Regions from separate parts of the Hordeum vulgare genome. Here region 1 is linked to region 2. The links are chromatin contacts, called in public Hi-C maps. All regions are on one chromosome and are shown on one strand. Each heading gives the region's core, a stretch centred on a gene start, on an enhancer-like site or on the middle of the called end of the contact. The rest is flanking DNA. Distances are from core to core; before and after follow the strand shown. Region 1 holds the start of LOC123443103. Region 2 holds the start of LOC123443100 (putative GPI-anchored protein pfl2).

The links. A called contact is a pair of places that touch in the nucleus more often than the background predicts.
Region 1: a contact with region 2 is called in a Hi-C map of seedling, with 4 times the contacts expected there. The contact joins the promoter of LOC123443103 here to the promoter of LOC123443100 in region 2. A contact is called at or near these places in 3 of 6 Hi-C or Micro-C datasets (leaf and seedling).

What each region holds. Positions count from the first base shown.
Region 1 is chr3H:92,306,949-92,311,797 of MorexV3_pseudomolecules_assembly, forward strand. LOC123443103 reads left to right here and starts at 2,125. Exons shown (of 3, transcript XM_045119362.1): 1 at 2,125-2,288; 2 at 2,382-2,814. The coding sequence starts at 2,263.
Region 2 is chr3H:92,038,016-92,043,233 of MorexV3_pseudomolecules_assembly, forward strand. LOC123443100 (putative GPI-anchored protein pfl2) reads left to right here and starts at 2,643. Exons shown (of 4, transcript XM_045119359.1): 1 at 2,643-2,828; 2 at 2,919-3,357. The coding sequence starts at 2,653.

The DNA of each region.
Region 1 (4,849 bases), core at 875-3,374, 270 kb after region 2:
CCAATGGTGCACACTTTGTCTGTACTATGGGCAGGGGCGGCCACAAAAATACAGAAATAAGGGGTTGAGCTTCGGATATTCAATTCAGATCTTGGAAGCATATGCTCCGTGTTTCATGGAAAATATATGCCAAGAAATATGAAAAACATAAACATGTTTATGTTCATATACAAATGCTATCTGCAATTTTTTTGGGAGGGGATGATTTAACCATTTCAATCTATGGGAAAAATCATTTTGAACGCCAATATTTTGGCAATTTAAGACCATTAAACTTTGATTTTCTTTTCATGGATGAAACACTGCTATTCCTTTTCGCATGAAAATTGTCAAGCACCCTTTGAATACTAATACGAACATCAACAAAACAAATCATATTTTTAAACATTTTACTATTTATATCGAATTTGTTGTTCATCCAAGAGCAAATGCTCCCCAGAGCTAAAGCAATTTGCCTTGGGCCTAGTTGTGCTAGGATTATTCATATTTTAATAGTTTTCTCAAAAGTTATGCATGTATACCCGTTTGAGAACTTGGGCTGGATTAGGATTATAGCCATCCTAGCCCAGGCTAGGCCCGGCAAAATATTAACCATTGTAATCATGTAACTTATCTTGTACCCCACTATTGGAAACAATCATGTGTATTGCGTTATTCGCTACTTGATCTTCACACACAACTGTTTTGAACTAAAATGAGGCAAGACTTGAACTTTCCCTTTGGTATTCTTTGGTCCCTATTACTTCTAAATTCGATTTCCCTTTCTATGATTAATTAAATTAATAAGTATACATTACATGGCGTTTAAGTGCCAGGGGATGATCCCATACGCATACTGGTAATTAGAGGAATTAGAAGGAGGGCACACCATGCAGACTGCGGAATTCATGGCCTTATGCAATGGACGTCGAATTACTGACTAGGGATGGAGGGAGATTTGTGAGGGTGAGACGCCGAGTCACACATGTATGCTAGCTACTTAGGCCGATCACATCGAGACAATGGCATGGGGGCGTCAAAGTCAAATTCGTGAAGAGAAAAATGTACAAATTTGGTAGGGATGTTTTTTAGTGGGCCTATGCCTTATGTACGAATTTGTCCCGAGGGGTAGATAAAAACCAGCTTAGGAACCTGAGGGAACTGAAGGTTTTTCGAAGGAAAAATTTGAGGCTAGGGGTTATCACGCCTAATGGGCTGAAGAGCTAGTACTTAGCGGGCCCTGCAAATTGGATGTTCTGTTTCATCGACAGGATGGGCCAAGCCTGGTTAGTGCCATCACATATCCCCAATTATAATATATATGTGTTCATATGAAGAATAACACAAAATCACCGTTTCTTGTGTTAGCGTGCGTAGTGTGCATGCCAACATATGTGGTTAACTGGACCATATAAGTTTTCGCACGTGTTCGAAAATTGAACTATAGTAGTAAACAGTAACGACACCTAGCGAACTATCATATTTACTCCTTTTAACTTTAGGATCAGCTTTTAAGCCTCTTTCTCAAACAAACAAATTGCAAAACTATACCGATTATGCGTTTGTGGATGAGCACAAAATACAAAAACATAGTCTAAGACACTACTAACACATGTAGCCAACCATCACATTTACACGTTTTAATTTAGGATTGCCTTTTTGAGCCTCATTTCCAAAACGAGCAAATAAAAAAAAAGAATAACCATGCATATAGCCCTATAAACAGCTAAGATTGTACTTTTGAAAGAAAACAGAAATTCACATGTGTTGCTTGAATGGGGTATAGGGGGGCTGAGTTGTGCGGCCCCACCGCGCAACAGTCGTTATCACATGATGACGCCCTCCGGCGAACCGAAGACCGTGATAGTGCAAGTTTACCTGCCATACAGACACAAAAATAAAATAAAGCAAAACAAATTGTCCGCTGTCCATCACCGGTCGCTGTCTGCAGCAGTAAATAGATATTGGCCACCGGGCACGACACCGATGCCAGCCAGGACATTAACTGCTGAAAAATCAATAAATTGTACCCAAAATAAGAGGTGGGAAGAGCGGGAAAAAAGTAAAATATTCGCATCGATCTCATCGAAGGCCACCTCGAATATTAAATACCATACGGTAATCGCCATCCTTTAAATACTTAGCTGCCTTTCCCTGCACCCACCCCTTTCCTCTCCCCTTCCTTCCTTCGAGTCTACTCCTTCTCCTCTCCCCCCAAATCACCAAACCCGGTGCGAAATCGGACGCAGATTTGCGCCGAGGAAGCGCGTAGACCCCGCGTCCATGGCCGCCGCCGCGTTCTCCATCAGGTTCGTGTTGAGGCACCGCGCCATCTCGTCGGTATTACGGTAGTTGTGTTTGTGTTTACCTTTTCCTGATCTCCGTCCGTGATCTGTCCGAAGGGAGTATGCGGCGAGCATGAGGGGCGGGACGGCAGCGGAGGGGCGGCGTCTCTTTGGAATCGAGGATCTCCCTCCTCTCAGGGCGCCGAGGTGCCGGTGGTGGGCGGACGAGGTCGCCTCCACCTTGGCAGCTGCAGCTCCTGCGGGGTCCCCGAGGAGGGCGCCAGCGAAGGCCAAGCCGCCGAAGAAGCGATCCCTTTCGGACCTCTTCGCCGCGTCACCTCCCTTGGCTCTGCCCCCTGCCAGTGATACCGGATGCAAAGAGCAAACGGAGGTCGACGGCGACGAGGCCCTGCGCGCGATCGCGAGGCGGGCCAAGGAGGAGAAGAAGCGAAAGAGGAAACGCCAAGAAGAGGACGAGACGGCGGTAGCGGCTGCCGCGCCGGAGAGCAGCGGAGGCCGAGAGCCCGAGGGGAATTTCGCTGGCAGAAAGGTACGTGGTCCAGCCCAACCCAAGTCTTCGCTGTGTGCCAATGCAATGATACCACGTCTGCTATTATTCCCACGTATTTTTATTTATTTTTACCTGCTAAGAATTGATGGAATGGTCGGTTCAGGTTTTGATTGATTTGCTGGACAGTAGGAAGATGGTTAGATGCTTGCTAGCTCCATGTTATTAGATTTTGGTTGTCTTATTACCACGCTATTAGTAGTATTTGCAGATAATGTGATTGCTATTTGTGGATACATTTTGTGTGGCCAATTAGTTGTGGTTCTATATACATGGGACCGACGCATGGCCTCGCAGGATATTTTATGCAACGATTCTGTATAGATGTGCCGATCCCAGTTCCAAATCTGCATAGTTAGTCCGTCAATTGCTGGCAGGTGCATGACGATTTTCTGGCAAAGCCTATACGGGGCTTGTGCTAACTGCTAAAATTAGAACGATCATTGTGTTTTCTTGGTACATTTGCTACTTCTTTACTATCTATATGTGGAAATATTGTTATTGCATGCTTAATTTGTGGACTTTGGTCGATTAGTCCAAGTCAGGGAAAGTGACATTCGTGTGAGGAACTGAGGATTATATTATGACCGCCAATAATCAACAAGAATCCGGTAGAAATATATGATGACCACGAAATCAAACCACTAGTGGTAGTGTACCCTAGACAGGCTAGCTGGTACTGCAGCATAGATGTACCTTATCTTTTAGTACATGTATATATGTTGCCTTCCAACACCATGCACGGTGAGTTGCGAGGTGCCTACTTGGTCTCCCTCCTCCGGATTTCAGTCGGGTCAAGGCTCATACACGTGGGATTATCATAGGACGGGGACGTGGAGCGGGAGTTTGTACTTCATTGATATCTGCTGCATTTCTCTTGGATAAGTGGCTTATGTATCGACCTGTCTTATTATATGCTAATGATAGCCGTTCTTAATACAACTGTTAAGCATGCATCCAAGCAATGTTTCGAAGAGGGTGGTGGTTCCCAATATGCTTCACATGATCCATAATCTAGTATTGCTTGACAGGATCCATATTCCATAGTCTATTATTGTACTGTTTTGGGGACTACAGTAGCAGCTTTGTGTAGTACTTGCAAAAAATTTATATACGTATGTGTTAAAAACCACATTATTCCTACAGTTCCATATAGCCCAAAGAAGTGCACAAACTTCAATACGGATGTGTCTAACAATAATCGTGTCAACTCCATCTAGCCACGTTCCAAATAACGTGTCCATGCTATCCGAAGGCATAATATTAAAGGCTATACGAATCGTCTGCCAAAGAATTCTTGCAAGTGGACATCGGAGAAAGAGGTGTTTAATGTTCTCCTCATTATCACAGAAGCTACGTAGTGTACCCCCCAATTACGTATAGCTAAATTATCCTTAGTTAGAATCACATTCTTGTGCACAAATCACATGAAGACTTTGATCCTTAAGAGTATCTTGACTCTCCAAATATTCATAGACTTGGCGATGCTAGTTGTATCAATAAGATTCAGATACATTGATTTGACAGTAAATATTCCGCTATTCGTAAGCTTCCAATGCACCCTATCAGACTCTTTTGATAACTGGACATCCATGAGTCTCCTCACAAGGTGGAGCCAATCCTCCCAGCGATGTCCAATCAATGATCGTCGGAATTGGATACTTAGAGGATTTGACTGTAAAATTGTGGCTACGTACGCGCGTCCTTACGTTGCACAATATTATAGAGAGCTGGATATTGAATGGCTAGAGGCATCTTTTCCAGAATCTCGTTCCCTCACCATTTCCAATAATAAATTTAGTTCTATGAAAAAAGGTTGACCTTATTCTCATCAACCCTTTCCAAAATGGTGAATAATTGGATCTGACATTTACCTCGGCTAAGGTTTTAGAATGTAGGTACTTTATTACGCAAAATTTGTACCCACATACCTTCTGTCTCTACAGAAAGTCTGAACAGCTACTTACTCAGCACACATCTATTCTTTACCTTTAAATTCTCAATTCCCAGACCTCCT
Region 2 (5,218 bases), core at 1,393-3,892:
TATTTTAGTTGTAGACACATCTATTTTTATCCATGTTTGTGACATGTAATTCACGACGTAAGGAGTATATTTCCTGGCTATAATACTTACATCATATGCTTGGTGTGGTCTCGTGGATTGCCTACTTTTCTGAAACCTGCAAAAGTAATTCATTTGGATTGATGGCAATGCGACTCGATCAAGATAGTTGCGTTGACATGGTGTGCTCTAGTTACGACATGTGATTTTCTTCAATATTGACATGGGTACAAATCTAAAAGAATCATGAGCATTCATTCATGACATAATTCGGATTTAATTTTTGCAGATTGTTTGGATCGCTTTAAATCCTGCATATCATTGCTTTGATACTGGAGGCAATCAATATTGGACATATATAGATGTTGAGGATTCTTCGCTGATTCGATATATGCACACATGAATGATTAAGGCGGGTTTTGGATCTCCATACAATGAATTTGGATTTAATAGAGGCCCTTGCATTGCGGCAAATCTCGGTGGAGAGGACATAGTTGCGTTCAATTTTCCATTCACTTTGACCGTGCAATGGATTGTTGTCTTTTTAATTAAAACGAAGTTGAGTTTTCGAACATCATATATTTCGAACTTTTTAAAAGTACCGTATACATATATTCATCTTTACACAAAACATGAACAACTTGAAGCTCGTTTGTCTTTCCCTCTATAAATTGATCGCTCAATATTCTACTACATTCATCTCTCTCTATATATATTGTGGAATTTGAAACACACCTTCTCGCACAAGCTATTCCATTCAAGAAAGTGGGATGATGAGTGTTAAAAAAGTGCGATGATGGCTAAAATATATGGTGCAATCTTTTTTGTTGTTTTTCTGCTAGATTCTTTCTTGCAAATAATAACTAAAGTTTTGATGTGTGCAACTAGAAAGTTAGAAGCACGAATGTCGAGATTCTACTATAATGTCACATGTGGATATTTGTAGTGCTCATTCACCTAGCAAAAATGTTTTAAATAGCGGGCTATGTCAAATACCGGTGGACCTCCAAATAAGCTATGACGGAGCTATAGCGGCCTATTTGGACATGAGATCATTTAGCGGCACCCTGCTGAAAAGTCTATAACGAGGCTATAGTCGGCTATTTAAAACTATGAGCAAAATGCACCAACTTTCATGAGCAACAATAGCGTCCCCTAATCTCATGTGTTCGCGTGACTTGCCAGCACATGCACCTAGCAAAATGTCCCATGTATGTTTACCTGAGCACTAACGCCAATGCATAATCTTGGACACTTCCAGCTCCATATAAAAGACATAATGGTACAAGAACATGGAATTTCTCACGACACTTCACTGGACGGGAGGTGTAAATATCTTTTTCCCAGAAAATCATTTTCATCGTATTGCTTTGCTTCTTCGAAATAACAGCACCAGGTTTTGGCGTGCGTAGTTAGAAAGTCATGAGCAATTTCACCAGGCCATAATCTCCTGTAATGGAGTACATGGACACATGAGCCGCACCAAGCCAACTAGCATATACTCCATCCGTTCCTCAATATAAGTCTTTTTAGAAATTTCACTAGAAGACTACATACAAATTTCACTAGAAGACTACATACGAAGAAGAATGAATGTATCTACACTCTTAAGTATGTCTATATACATTCGTATGTAGTACACTAGTAAAAACTCAAAAAAACTTATATTTAAGAGCGGAGGGAGTACATGTGTTTACATGAGCACCATCACTGATTTGTGCAGTCTGGTGCTCCTATGTCCATGGACGATGTTGCCATTGCATCTAGCCAAGTTTCTCATATACGCGTTTAAATGAGCACCATCATTGAATTGTAGCCTTCGAACACAACGAGTGCACCGACAAATGGCAATGATAACATTATTATTGATTGAGATTGCTAACATCGATATTCTCATCGCTATTTAATAGCACACATCTCAAGTTTTACGTGACATACACTTTTTCGGTAGGGAGATGTAAATATAACTTTCTTAGGAAAACAAAACACACACCGTTCAATTTTGGAAGAAAATGGTCACACGTCACACGTTTTTTGCTTGGACAATTAGAATGTCATGAGCACCAAATGTCAAAGAGTAGTCTCGTGAGGTACCAGCGCACTGAAGAACATCATTCTACAGATGTTGATTGTTTTTGCAACAACAAAGAATGTCGTGAGATGTTTCTCTTTCGCAAAAGAATACTGATCATGTGTTAGAAAGTCATGAGTACTAGCATTTGCAAAATATTGCATTTGAATTAAGACAAAAATCTAGATGATCGCAGCAGTTTGCGAGTATTCTAGGCAGAGAATGGTGCGCCCAACATTTTGCACCTAGTCGCTCGCTATCACATGATGCGGTCCGGCGAACGATTGTGCCACGTCACCAACCACAGGAATAAAAGGAAAAAACAATTTAGTCGCTGTCCATCACCTGTCGCCGTCCGCAGTAGTAAATGGGACGTGGGCCTCTCGCGCACGACACTGGCGCCAGCAAGGCATTAAATAGATATAATATCGAATAATTAATGAGGTACCAAAAATAAAGGTGGGGAGAGCGGGAAAGAGTAGATTATTCGCCTCGATGCTATCAAAACCTTGCCTCGAAGTATTAACTCCGTATCGTAATTGCTGCATCCTTTAGATAGATATATGCTGGAGTACACGACCTCCCTTTCCAACGCCCGCCGCTTTCCTCTCCTTCCTTCCTTCCAGTCTACTCCTCCTCATCTCCCCCCTCCCAAAAAAACTCGAGAAATCGCAGGTAGATTTGCGCGGAGGGGGCACGCCGACGTCGCATCCATGGCCGCCGCCGCGTTCTCCATCAGGTTAGTGTGCGCGGCCTCGTCTCGTCGGCCTTTATGGTGGTCGTGTATGCGGTTTTTTTTTCCTGATCTCCATTTGCGATTTGTCCGAAGGGGATACGCGGCGAGCATGAGGGGTGAGGCGGCGGCGGAGGGTCGGCGTCCCTTGGGCATCGAACATCTCCCGGCTATAGAGGCGCCGAGGTTTCGGTGGTGGGCGGACGAGTTGGCCTCCGCCATGGCTACTGCTGCTGCGTCGGCGGCGGCAGTGGCGCCGTCCCCGAGGAGGTCGCCAGGGAAGGCGAAGCCTCCGAAGAAGAGGTCCATCTCTGACCTCTTCGCCTCGGCGCCCCCCTTGGACGTGTCCCCCGCCGGTGATAGCGGATGCAACGCGCAAACGGAGGTCGACGGCGACGAGGCGCTGTGCGCGATCGTGAGGAGGGCCAAGAAGGAGAGGAAGCGGAAGAAGAGACTGCGGGAGGAGGCGGCAGCGGCTGTCGCGCCGGAGTGCAGCGGAGGGCGAGATCCGGAGGGGAGTTTCGCGGCCACAAAGGTACGTGATGCAGCCCAGCCCAGCCCAAACCCAACACTGCCTGTCTGTCAATGCAATCATGTCATCTACTACTACTACCACTATTGTTCCTACGCTTTTTTTTACCCTGGTTTCATTTTATTTTGATCTGCTTGGAATGGGTAAATGCTTTGCGTGTCCATGAGACGAGGAATCAAAAAATATCTAGTACCCCGTATTAGATTTGGTTGACTTATATGGTTACTATTTGTGGGGAGCAATTAGTTTTACCTTTACATGGGGGCCGTCCCATCGCCTCGCAGGATATTTTATGTAAGGATTGACTGTGCCGAACCCAGTTCCTAATCTGAACCAGGCTTAGGTAGTTCGTCTACGAGGTTGTGTGGATACGTGATAATTGCGGGGCAGGTGCGCGATCATTTTCTGGCTAAGTGCTAAAGTTAGAACGATTATTATTGTGTTTTATTCTGTTGCATCATTACATTTCCTACCTAGTTATTTGTATGCATACACATTGTTATTTCATGCTTAATTTGTGAACCCTGACCGATCATTCAAACTCGGGGCTTTATGACATTTCGTATGATGATTCTAGGGAACTTGGTGAGATGTATACCTGCACCTGTTCATACACTTTGTTAAGACCAATAATAGATATGAGTCCGCTAGATTATGATGACCAGATAAACCAGTGGTGACTGCAGACGAGACAGGCTAGCTGGTACTGCAGCATATGTACCACATCTCATAGTACATGGTACATCGTCACCGTGTTTCCTTTTTCTCACACCATGCGCGGTGGGTTGTGAGCTGCATGCGTACTTGTGTACCTCCTGCACATTTCAGCCGTGTGGACCCACACACTAGACTTTATCATAGGAAACGGACGTGGAGCAAGCACTTACCAAAACCGATATCTTTTGCATTTTTTTTTCTCTTGGATAGGAAACTTCATTACTACATACTCCTCCGTCTCGGTTTATAACTACACCACGATCAAAACGGAAAGAAAAACGAGAGAAATTAGTGTTAATTTATTAATTAATACCATTACATGCAATGAATTGACCACTGCGCCTCAAGTCATTAAAAACATACACGCCTCACGTCTCTTATTGGTTGATTACTTTATTCATGTCAAAAAGCAAGAAACGAGGTGGAAGTTAATGCACTGCGCCTAAGTGTTTTGTGATTATTTGGTTTTCGTAAATGGAGGGAGTACCTTGTATGTTTATTACTATCTATTTTTTCTTAAAACCAAATATATAATCTGTCAATCTATTTAAGCACTTGATATATAGGTGGTGTTGAAATGTTTCAGGACACCTTTGAGCATGCATAGAAATTGTGTTCAGTAGATGGTGGTAGTTTCCAATATGTCGAAGTCGAGCTGTCATCATATGTTTGACATGACGCATGGTCTGCTGTTTGTACTCTTTTATGGAGTATTCCAGTAAAAATATCTAGTTGACCAGATTAATAGGATATAAGTCTTAAGAGGGTGTGGTTGAGGCCGGATGTTTGAAGTAATGTTTGAATGTAAACTTTATGTCTCCACGTATGATATATAGTGTCTGAAGTTCTCTATCTGGCATAATGCATTAACATTTAATATCGAGGTAATTATCATAATATTGTTGACCATCACATGCATATATATATATAGAAGGCTCATCATGTGTTGCACCCTTTAAGATTTTGTAATTCATCTTGTTTCAATATCTAAGGATCATGTTGTGAAATTGATCTTTAACTTTCATCACTCAATTATATTCTTCTATGAGCAGCTTGTTAAAAAAACATTATTTTTTGTTCAATTAATAGTTATTCTTATCTTCTACAACAATATTTGTAATTGAGGAGGGTGAGTCCCTGCATCGCT